Linked DNA regions of Mus musculus: regions 2 and 3 are each linked to region 1. A link is a contact called in public HiChIP or PLAC-seq data. All regions are on one chromosome and are shown on one strand. The core of a region is the stretch at or near the end of the contact, and the rest is flanking DNA. Distances in the headings are between cores, read along the strand shown. Region 1 has its middle 30 kb from the start of Gm34424. Region 2 has its middle 5.1 kb from the start of Gm34770. Region 3 has its middle 37 kb from the start of Gm34770.

What was found. HiChIP or PLAC-seq counts read pairs in DNA pulled down with a chosen protein or histone mark.
Region 2: an HNF4G HiChIP or PLAC-seq map of pancreatic cancer cells shows a contact between it and region 1. The contact joins two enhancer-like sites. A contact is called at or near these places in 4 of 115 datasets of contacts at active chromatin or transcription factors (the 230-238 cell line, embryonic stem cells, pancreatic cancer cells and 1 more).
Region 3: a contact with region 1 is called in a RAD21 HiChIP or PLAC-seq map of pro-B cells, with 6 times the contacts expected there. The contact joins two enhancer-like sites. A contact is called at or near these places in 1 of 39 promoter capture datasets (the C10 cell line), 2 of 15 datasets of contacts at CTCF or cohesin (large pre-B cells and pro-B cells), 9 of 484 Hi-C or Micro-C datasets (the 63-12 cell line, the C10 cell line, the G1E-ER4 cell line and 6 more), 8 of 115 datasets of contacts at active chromatin or transcription factors (the 230-238 cell line, CD8 T cells, DN3 thymocytes and 5 more) and 1 of 9 other capture datasets (embryonic stem cells).

What each region holds. Positions count from the first base shown.
Region 1 is chr9:61,478,215-61,481,316 of GRCm38.p6, reverse strand. No RefSeq gene overlaps it. Among named protein-coding and RNA genes, the nearest start is that of Gm34424, 30 kb to the left of the region's middle. Within about 2 kb of position 1,511, at least 54 of the 459 cell types and tissues checked have an H3K27ac peak or open chromatin away from gene starts, as enhancers often do. A contact at or near this core is called in the 230-238 cell line, the G1E-ER4 cell line, pancreatic cancer cells and 1 more, where this site is marked.
Region 2 is chr9:61,664,851-61,668,029 of GRCm38.p6, reverse strand. No RefSeq gene overlaps it. Among named protein-coding and RNA genes, the nearest start is that of Gm34770, 5.1 kb to the right of the region's middle. Within about 2 kb of position 1,744, at least 93 of the 459 cell types and tissues checked have an H3K27ac peak or open chromatin away from gene starts, as enhancers often do. A contact at or near this core is called in the 230-238 cell line and pancreatic cancer cells, where this site is marked.
Region 3 is chr9:61,696,560-61,699,590 of GRCm38.p6, reverse strand. No RefSeq gene overlaps it. Among named protein-coding and RNA genes, the nearest start is that of Gm34770, 37 kb to the right of the region's middle. Within about 2 kb of position 1,475, at least 23 of the 459 cell types and tissues checked have an H3K27ac peak or open chromatin away from gene starts, as enhancers often do. A contact at or near this core is called in the G1E-ER4 cell line and pro-B cells, where this site is marked.

The DNA of each region.
Region 1 (3,102 bases), core at 262-2,761:
AGATAGATAGACAGACAGACAGACAGACAGACAGACAGACAGACAGACAGATAGATAGATAGATAGGCAGGCAGGCAGGCAGGCAGGCAGGCAGGCAGGCAGGCAGGCAGGGAGGCAGGCAGGCAGGCAGGCAGGCAGGCAGGCAGGCAGGCAGGCAGGCAGGCAGATATACCAACCTGGTGACACAATTTATAATCTCAGATTTTGAGAAGTAAAGTCAGGCAGATCCCTGGGACTCACAGGCCAGGCAGCCTAGCTGAATTTCTAAGTTTCAGGTCATTGAGAGACCTGTAAGACGAACTGTGCCTGAGAAACAACATTTGAGGTTGACCTCTGGGCTCTACACACACATGTGTATGTCCATGCTTGCACCCCTGTACCCCATGTGTACATACACACCCAATGAAAAAACCAACCCCACAGTACTTATTATCCCCTAGACAAACTAAGTATCTAAAAGCCAATAACAAGAAATACAGAAGAAGAAAACCAACAACACTTGCTGGGGCTGTGCTGGCTCACTATTGTGGCAGCATGCAAAGCCTCCTATAATGTGAGCTGCCTTCATCTCCCTAAGCAGGATGGAAAGTCTTCAATGCCTTAGGTCGGTCCTTTAGTAAAGCAGGAGTGGTGGAGCATCCGTACACACCCCTGGTGCTCCAGGAGCCACACCCATGAAGAATGTGGCACCCTTGAGGTCTAGAACAAGACAAGCAACAGGTTCAAGCCCTGGCCTGTATCTGGATGTCTTGGGAGCTTCAACTTCATTCTATAAACATCAGGGAGATTGCCTTGAACTGGATGAGGAGGCCTCACTGGGTGGATGGCCACTGTAAGACTTCGGCAGCTAAGTGAAAGGATGCTCCAGGGGCATGGCTGTCCTGAAAATGGGTATCAAAGACATCGTGTGTGCGTGTCTGTGTATGTGTGTGTATGTATGTGTATGTAGGTATATGTGTGTGTCTATGTGGGTGTATGTTTTTGTGTGTGCATGTTTATGTGTATTTGTGTGTATGGGTATGTAGGTATATGCATTTGTGTGTGTGTATGTTTATGTATATATGTGTATATGTTTGTGTGTGTGTGTGTGTGTGTGTGTCTGTATAAGTGTGAGGTGGTCAGAGGACAACTTTCAGAAATTCTTTCTTTCCTCTCACCACATGAGTCCCAGTCATTGAACTCAAGATGTCAGACTTGTCACCAAGCTCCTGCTAAAGTCATCTCAGCAGCCCCATAAGGGTGATCTCTCCAAGTGAGCACACAGCAAGCAGCCTGGCACACTGACGAGCTACTGTCCACAGCAGCCTGGCACAGCGAGCTTCGCCCATGTCCAGCACTTGGATGACATTCCGTCTACCATGTCCTCAGCAGGGGATGACTTGCTCAGGAACAGCCTGAGGCTCCTCTCCTCTGTGTACCTGCTTCCCCTCCCCCTACCTACTATTAGAGCTTGTCACCTCCTGGGAAAACAAGACACACTCGCCAGCAACCACAGTGAGTCAGCAGACAGCGGGTGGCATGCCTGTGAGCATGGCAGACGATCACACAGGAAAGCCCTGAATAGTCCAGAGGGCCAGTGCTCTCTAGGTTGTGTCTCTCAGCAAGAGCCTGCCCCAGGCTACAAACAGAGCTGGCACAATCTCTGATCAAACTCCCAAACACTGGGTCCAGGCCTTTGAACTAAAGAGATGGGGAGGGAAAGGGAGAGAGGACATCCGAAGCTTTCTAACCCCCGAGGCTGTGCCCGGGGATGTTAAAAGTTCTAAGTCCATCAACTAAACAGAAAGCAAAAGAATATTGGAGAGAAATGAATAAATCTCAAGTGTCTGGGGTTTTGTCTTGTAGGAAGCCTTTAATTTTTTCTGTTTATTAGTGTGTGGTATGTATGTGGGTGCACACATGCATGGTGCATATGAGGTCGGAGGAGTATATGTGTATATGTGTATATGTGTGGGTGTTGGTTTTCTCTTTCCACCTTTGTTTGGGTCCTGAGGATCAAATCCAGGCTTGGCGGCAAGTGCCCTTTACCCCACTAAGCTGTCTTCCCAAGCCCAGAGCCTCTGCTTCTGACCCGGCACGGATCTTTTCATTTCATGCTGCATGCTCTCTGGAGGATTCGCTGTCCCATTTCTACGGAAGCACCTGCCTGTCCCCAGGATGAGAGCACCAGCAGACTCGGGGCCCTTGTTGCTGAGGCTCCCCTGGGAGCTTGTTAGAAATACAGAACCCGGACCCAGCCCAGCCAAGGGAGAATTTGCATTTAGCAAGGACCCAGGTGTTCCGGGTTCTCATGTGTTTGAAAAGCTGCATGAGCTCTGAGGAATGAGTTTCCCATGTGAGGTGCACTCATCCTGGTGGGAGGGGCTACGTACCCAGTGTGAAGAGATACCAGAGGAAATGCTTGCTAGTTAATAGCTTTTTAACTGTAACGGCTGTGAATAGCAAATAACATCATTCACAGGAACGGCGAATCAATATGGATTGCTGCTCTTAATTACTCTCTGTGTGTGTGTGTGTGTGTGTGTGTGTGTGTGTGTGTGTGTGTGTGTGTGTATGCACGCGCATATGCATGCGCACGTGTAGGTTCGCAAGTGTATGTGGTAGGTTTATCTGTGTGCGTGTATGTGTATGCAAGTGTGTGTATGGGTTTACATGTGTGTGCATATGTGTATGTGTGTGCATGTGTGTACGTGGTTTCACATATGTGTTTGTGTAGGTTCACAGTGTGTGTGGGTTCACATATGTGTGTGTATGTGTAGGTTCAAGTGGGGGTTTCACCTGTGTGTGTGTGGGGTCACATGTGTGTGTGTAGAGGTCTGAGGACAACCCTTCTTTGGGAGTCACCTACCTTTTCTTTCTAGACTATGTCTCTTGTTGACCTGGAATTCAAAAACAACCCCCAGGGGCCCATCCCGCCATGTTCCTCTCAAGTACAACAACAACAACAACAGTAATAGTAAAAATTTAAAGGCACCAACCTTGGCTGGGGTGATAGCCCAATCCATAAATGATCGCTGTGCAGACATTAAGACCTGCACTTAGTCCTAAGAATTTAGGAATAAAAAAGTCCAGGCATCACTGGTAGAGACTGTAATCCCAGCA
Region 2 (3,179 bases), core at 495-2,994, 190 kb before region 1:
ACTTGGACAAAAATAACCATAAAAAGCACAATGTCTTTAGTCCTGGATGCCTGGGGCGATGATCTTGGACATAATTGAGAGGTCATTGTTTTGAGCTAAGCTTCTGGGTCGGGTGCTAACAGTGACAAATGGAATAACAATAAAAAGACTTCACCTAGCTTCCCATTCTTGTGGGTTTCTTGTAGAATTTTTCATGAAATTTGTGAGTGAAGATGCTGTACCTTAAATAAGACAAATTCCAACCCCCACTCTCTGCTTCCCTGACCTTGAACTGTACAGTTAGCTCTTTTAAAGAGCTTCGTGTTTCTCATTTGCATACCTGGAGCTAAGCTAGCTCACTGTGGTGGCTCACTCATTCAACCATTTTGCTTTTGCTTTTGTTTTTAAAGTGCCTGCAGTCTTAGCCAGCACCATGCTGCTGTGGTATTGAGGGAACTTGCCTGGGCACGCAGGGGCTTTCTCATATAGCCACAGAAGGACATCTTTGCTGGTCATGGTTGGAGGGCAGCAGGGGAAGGCCAGATTGTGAACATTTTCCAGCTTTAAAAATGGCTCTGGACAAAGCATAAGCCTGGGCATAGCTAGATTAAAGCTAGGCTTGATTGGCCTGCGGCCATTCTCCTCCTCTTGAGAGAGGGGTTAGTGACTCTTTGGAGCTGAGGTCTAACATCCCACCACTTTGAGAAGGAGGTTCTTTCAATGTCCACTTGACTCAGCCTTGATTCTGGAGGTTCTTCCTGAATGCTCCTTCAAAGGCCTATCTTCCCTCCACAGCTTGCTGTTCCTCTTGCTTATATGGAGCTGGGTGTCTCAGATCTCAGGCTGGATTCAAGAACATCCTCAACCCGCTTTCCTGAGGGCAAAGTATGAGCTCAACAGCCTTTGGCAGCACCCATGACAGGTGCATCACAGACCAGCCAAAGACACCGCAATCCTACAGGCAAAGGAACTAGGACAGGGTCCCTCCCTTTCTAGGCTGGGGACTGGTAGAGTGCCTGAGGAGTGAGCCTGAAGATCTGAGTTCTGTCTCCAGCTGAGTGTTGTGGCATGTGCATGCAAAACTAGTGCAGAGGAGGCAGAGGCAGGGGGATTCCTTGGGCTGGCTGGCCAGCTGGTCTAGCTGAATCAGTGAGCTTCAGGTTCCAATGAGGCCCTGGTTCATTATTAACAGCAAATAAAAACAAGTTGGACGTCTTCTGAGCAACAACACTTGATACTTTAGGTTGACTCCTGATCTTTAGATATATATACACACAGAGACACATACATACAAAGAGACATACACACACATACACACACAGACATACACACAGACACACACAGACACGTACACACAGACACACTCACAGACACATATACACTCAGAGACACACACAGAGACATACACACACAGAGACACATACACAGAGACACACACACACTCACAGACACACACAGACACACACACACACACACACACACACACAGTCTGGACTGGAGGCTCCCAGACTCAAGCTCTCATGGAATCAATCTAATGAGCCCCATGAACACAGATGTCTGAGCCTTCCTTCATTTTCCCCACCTTGCAGCTGGCCTACAGCTTTGCAGTGTGAGCAAACTCCTCAGCTGACTCTGATGCGGGAGCTTGGAGCAAGGCTCTGACGCTCAGTGGTTATCAGAGGGAGAAGGAAGCCCTGAGTCTTCCTGGGCTGGCCTGGCTGTGGTGGGACAGAGAATGCTAGTGGTGGGGACTGATATCTCTTCTGCGAGGACGTGGCAGGATGTGGTTGACCTTAGCGTCCTGTGCAATAGGGAGCCAGGGGACTCAGGGAGAGACTTGGCAGCAGGCTCAGCCAGCATGCTTCTGAGTGCTCGATGGGAAATGAGAGGTGAGCAGAGCTCTGCCTTACCTCCCTTATGAGCCTTAAACTGACACTTTACTTCTTGAAGTCTTGGTGCATCAAGGAGTAAGAAAGAGACATTTGCAAGTATGCCAAGAGGAACTTATGAAGTTGCATGTACAAATAGCCATCTCCCTTATGGAGAAGGGCTTCTTTCAGTGGAGTGATAGTCCCTGCCAAAACATCCAAAGGTCAAGAGGTAGAGTCCTGCCTCAAGGTCGGGCATAGCCAACGACTTAGTCCTCCTGGAGTTGGCATGGCCGAAGCTTGCTCAGTTTGCCAACAGTGGGGCTTCCTGGACTCCTTTCTTAGAAAGGCTGAAGGCTTTGGAAAGAGAAGTGTCCTGGCATAAGGTGGCATGGGACAGCCCACTTGAATTTTATCACCATGCTGCTCTCCTTGTTTGTTTCAAGATGCTCAAAGGAAGGAAGCAGGGGCTGTGGAAGACCTCTCATCAGACACAATACTCTTCCTTGGATTTATTTTTCTCTGAGTTTATCAATCAATTGGGAAACCATCTCTGTTACCTATTGTGTAGAGAGCCCTGTGCTATGTGTGGGAAAACGAGAGGTTGGAAATAAGCCACTGGTTGGTCCCTAGTAGAGAGATGCTCAACAGGCCAGTTGGGAAGATAACGTGTGCATGAGAAGTGAGGGGTGGGGAGATAATGGTGATGCTGCTGATGATGCTGATAATGCTGATGGTGCTGATAGTTACAGGAACAGTAAATAGGAAGAATGAAAATGATGGTCCTGATATTCTCCCACATGCGTGCATGCGGCTACCCAGTCCACAGAGCATGCTTGTCACCAGTATCTTACTTGATGTTCAAAAGTTTAAAAAAAAGGAGGGGGTAGGGTGTTGGGGAGATGGCTTAGCCCGCCATTAAAACCAGGCATGATGGTGAGCACCTGTAATCCCAGAGCTGGGGACGCAGAGACAGCAAGATCCTTAGGAATCACTGTCCTCCTTGCAGAACTGGTAAGCCTCAGTTTCAGGGGAAATCATGTCTCAAAAAACAAGATGGAGAGCGGTAGAGGAAGACACGTCTGATGTCAACCTACATGTGCATGCACACACATGTACTTGGGCTTTCATATCATGAGCATACACACACACACACACACACACACACACACACACACACACACACTTTTTAAAAAAAAAAAACAACTGAGTCGTAATTGTACTGAAGGCCAATCTATCTCTGAGATGAAGAACGAAACGGCTGAGTTGGTCTGGGCTGCTTCCTATTGCCTTAAGGGTGCCATCCCTGAGAGATGATCTCTAAATCCTCTT
Region 3 (3,031 bases), core at 226-2,725, 220 kb before region 1:
GCCATTCTCCCTCAGTGGGGATGAGGCTTTCTACTTTTTTTTTGGCTCATACGCTGCCTGAAACTGGGTTTCTAAGGGAGATCTTCTAGACTCAGAAGACTCTGCAAGCTTTCTCGTGCATAACGCATTCCTGAAATGGTAGAGGAGGCCAGCTGCAACTGAGGGACACGAGAAAGCATCGTACTGGGTGGGTGTGAACAACATAGGCTTCTGCTTCTATGTGGTGGCCAGCTCGTCGGGGAGAGGCTGTGACTGTGCCCAAGCATACAGCCTCTGGACCTACTTAGTCAGGATCTCAAGCCAAAGTTTGAGTCTCCCAAGCCTCAATTTTCTCATCTGTCTATTGGAACAACAATGGAGGAAGGAGAGGCCATGGTCCACAGAATTTAAAGAGACCAGGGGAGAGCAGCTGGTGCTGACAGGCTCAGCGATGCTTTGTTTTCATTACCAATTGGCTCTCCAAAGCCTCAGCCCAGCCTCGCCTACCTAATTGGCAGCTGTGTTGCATCTAAGATAAGGACCACTACTTTTGGACTCCTACCCCCAAGGTCCCCCTCTAGGATTTATCTTGGGTCTTACCTTCCCTGTGGATGCTCCTTGCAAGAGTCAGTGAACCTTATCATCCCTTTGGGGTCAGATCCATCCTCCTTTGCCACAGCTTTGCAGTGGATCTAGGAGTGAAACTCTCCCTCCCTTTGCCTCCACACTCATGTGCCCCTAGGAGGCCAGCAGGACACTCTAACACAGTCTATGTACCTCAGTGGTGGAACCTCAGTTGTGTTGTGTATCAAGTGGAGGGAGTAACACAAAGGACTTTCCTCAGTAGAGTACAGTGACATACTGCCTAGGAAGGGCTCCCTAATGGTTGGCTATTGCTGTAAATGAAAATTTCAAAATCATGCACATGCTAATGGCTGCATAAACTTCTCTTGTGTGGGTAGATGGTGATTTATTTAACCATCTCCTTGCTTTGGGGGCACTGTGGCTGTCTTTAGTTCTTTGCCGTTACAAATAATTCCACAGCGGACATCTTGTATATAAATCTTTCCATTTATTTCTGATTACTTCCTCAGAAGAGCTCCCCGAGTATTGCCTGTCTTAGAACAAAGTCCTGTCGCCCAGATTTTTCAATGATGCCCTTTGAAATGAAAGCAAAGCCTATTTTCCGTCAGAGAGAGAGAGAGAGAGAGAGAGAGAGAGAGAGAGAGAGAGAGAGAGAGAGAAAGAGAGAGACATATGGAATGGGTTAGGCGAGACTCGGTTTGGGGAAAAGGCAGAAATAGGTTCAAGATGGGATTAGACGTGTGTCAGGATGCCTGACACGGTGCCAGTTACAAAGCTTTCCTCCCAGCTCCTGGCTGGAGGAGAGGCAGGGTCTCGGTCCTCAGGGAGCGCTGATCTCTCTCTGAGACAATTTCAAGGGGCTTTGATGTTCTGAGCGTGGGAGAAACTCAAGTCGTGCGGCTAGCACTGCACTCCTCCAACCAGAAGGGGGCGGTGTGGTCTGTTTCTGTCAGCAGCGAGGCCTTGGCTTTGTTGCTAAGATTGCTCCTTAAAACTTTGGCTCATGTTTGCTATATTTCTCCTGTCTGTTTTTCTTCCCTCCCTCCCACCTTTACACTTTTCACTATCACTTAGATTGCCTTTTTTTCCCCCACCCATTCACTCAGGAGGAAGCTAACATATGCTTGCCTAGGCCAGACATCAAGACTGCTTTCAGACCCGCGCTGGATCCCAGCATGCTCAGAGACTCTGCCTCACACACATCAAACAGATTAAATACTTTTTTTTTCCTGTGAAAAATTATGACTTATTTTTATAACTTTGCTTTTGAAATTCTTTGGCTACAAGTAATTCATTTGATGTAGAATTGGCTTTGATTTCTCAGCAATTATCAGGGGGGCTCAGGAATTCTTGCAAAGTGAGAAAAATCTAACCTGCACATCGTTCTGAAACGTAATGAAATTTTTACGAATACTAAATGAAGCCCTTAATGAGGCTGATGGAAGATTTTGTTTGGGAGACATTTCATTAAAATTTTATTAATTTCCATTGTAAAGTTTCCCCTTTATGTTTCAGAGCCAATGGTTTTGGTGTGTGTGTGTGTGTGTGTGTGTGTGTGTGTGTGTGTGTGTGTTGATTTTTATCTCAAACCCTCTAGTGCCTAATGGATAGAGTGTTCTACCCAGCTTGGGACTGAAGAGTCTGCTCTTTGCACAGAGCCTCCAGGACTCCAAGAGACTGAAAAGTCAAAGCACTGTTATCATGGAATGTGTCAGAGAACCCTGAAAAAAACACCGAGGAAAAGGTGGCCAGTGTGTAACTGGAGTTCCAGCATAGAAGACCCGGTTCTCACACAGCCTTAAAAGGCTAGGCTCAGCCATTGGTCTGAATACACCATAAGACATGTAATCCTGAAAAGCAGAGAAAGATTTTATCAACTGTCTGGAAGAAGGAAGTTCAATGGCCATGAATCTGTCCTCAGGACACCTATGTGAACTTTAGATTTAAGTAGAGGAAGAACTGGACGGGGTGGGAGGGGAGGCGTGCATAACTAAGCAGTCTTGAGCAAGGTGTGGTCCTACAAAGTGGTCCAATAAATAGAGTCTATGATCTGGTCTGTGTCACCTGATCAGATACAAGGTGTGCCGTTTCCATGGTAGATATTTTTGTTTTCATCTTGTAGGTCATTCATCCTGCAGGGACTGGCCATCCCTGGAATCTAAGGTGACTGCAGGTTTAGGACAATGAGTTAGTTATCTTTGTGTTTCCAGTCTGGAAGAGGAAAGAAATAGGGTAGGTAGCCAGACACTCTCTGAGTGGGTAATGTGTCTATGAAGAGTCAATCATGAGTCTGACCAGAAATAAAAGAGGCACACACACAAAACACAACCAGAGAAGTTGGGCTTTCCTCCCGCCTCAAGGCTTGTAAGACTTGTACCTTGTAGTGAGGCTGCTTGCTCTCACTGTCAGCTTGACAGAACCTAGAGTCACCTGGGAAGAAGAAGGAATCTCAATTGAAGAGCTGCCT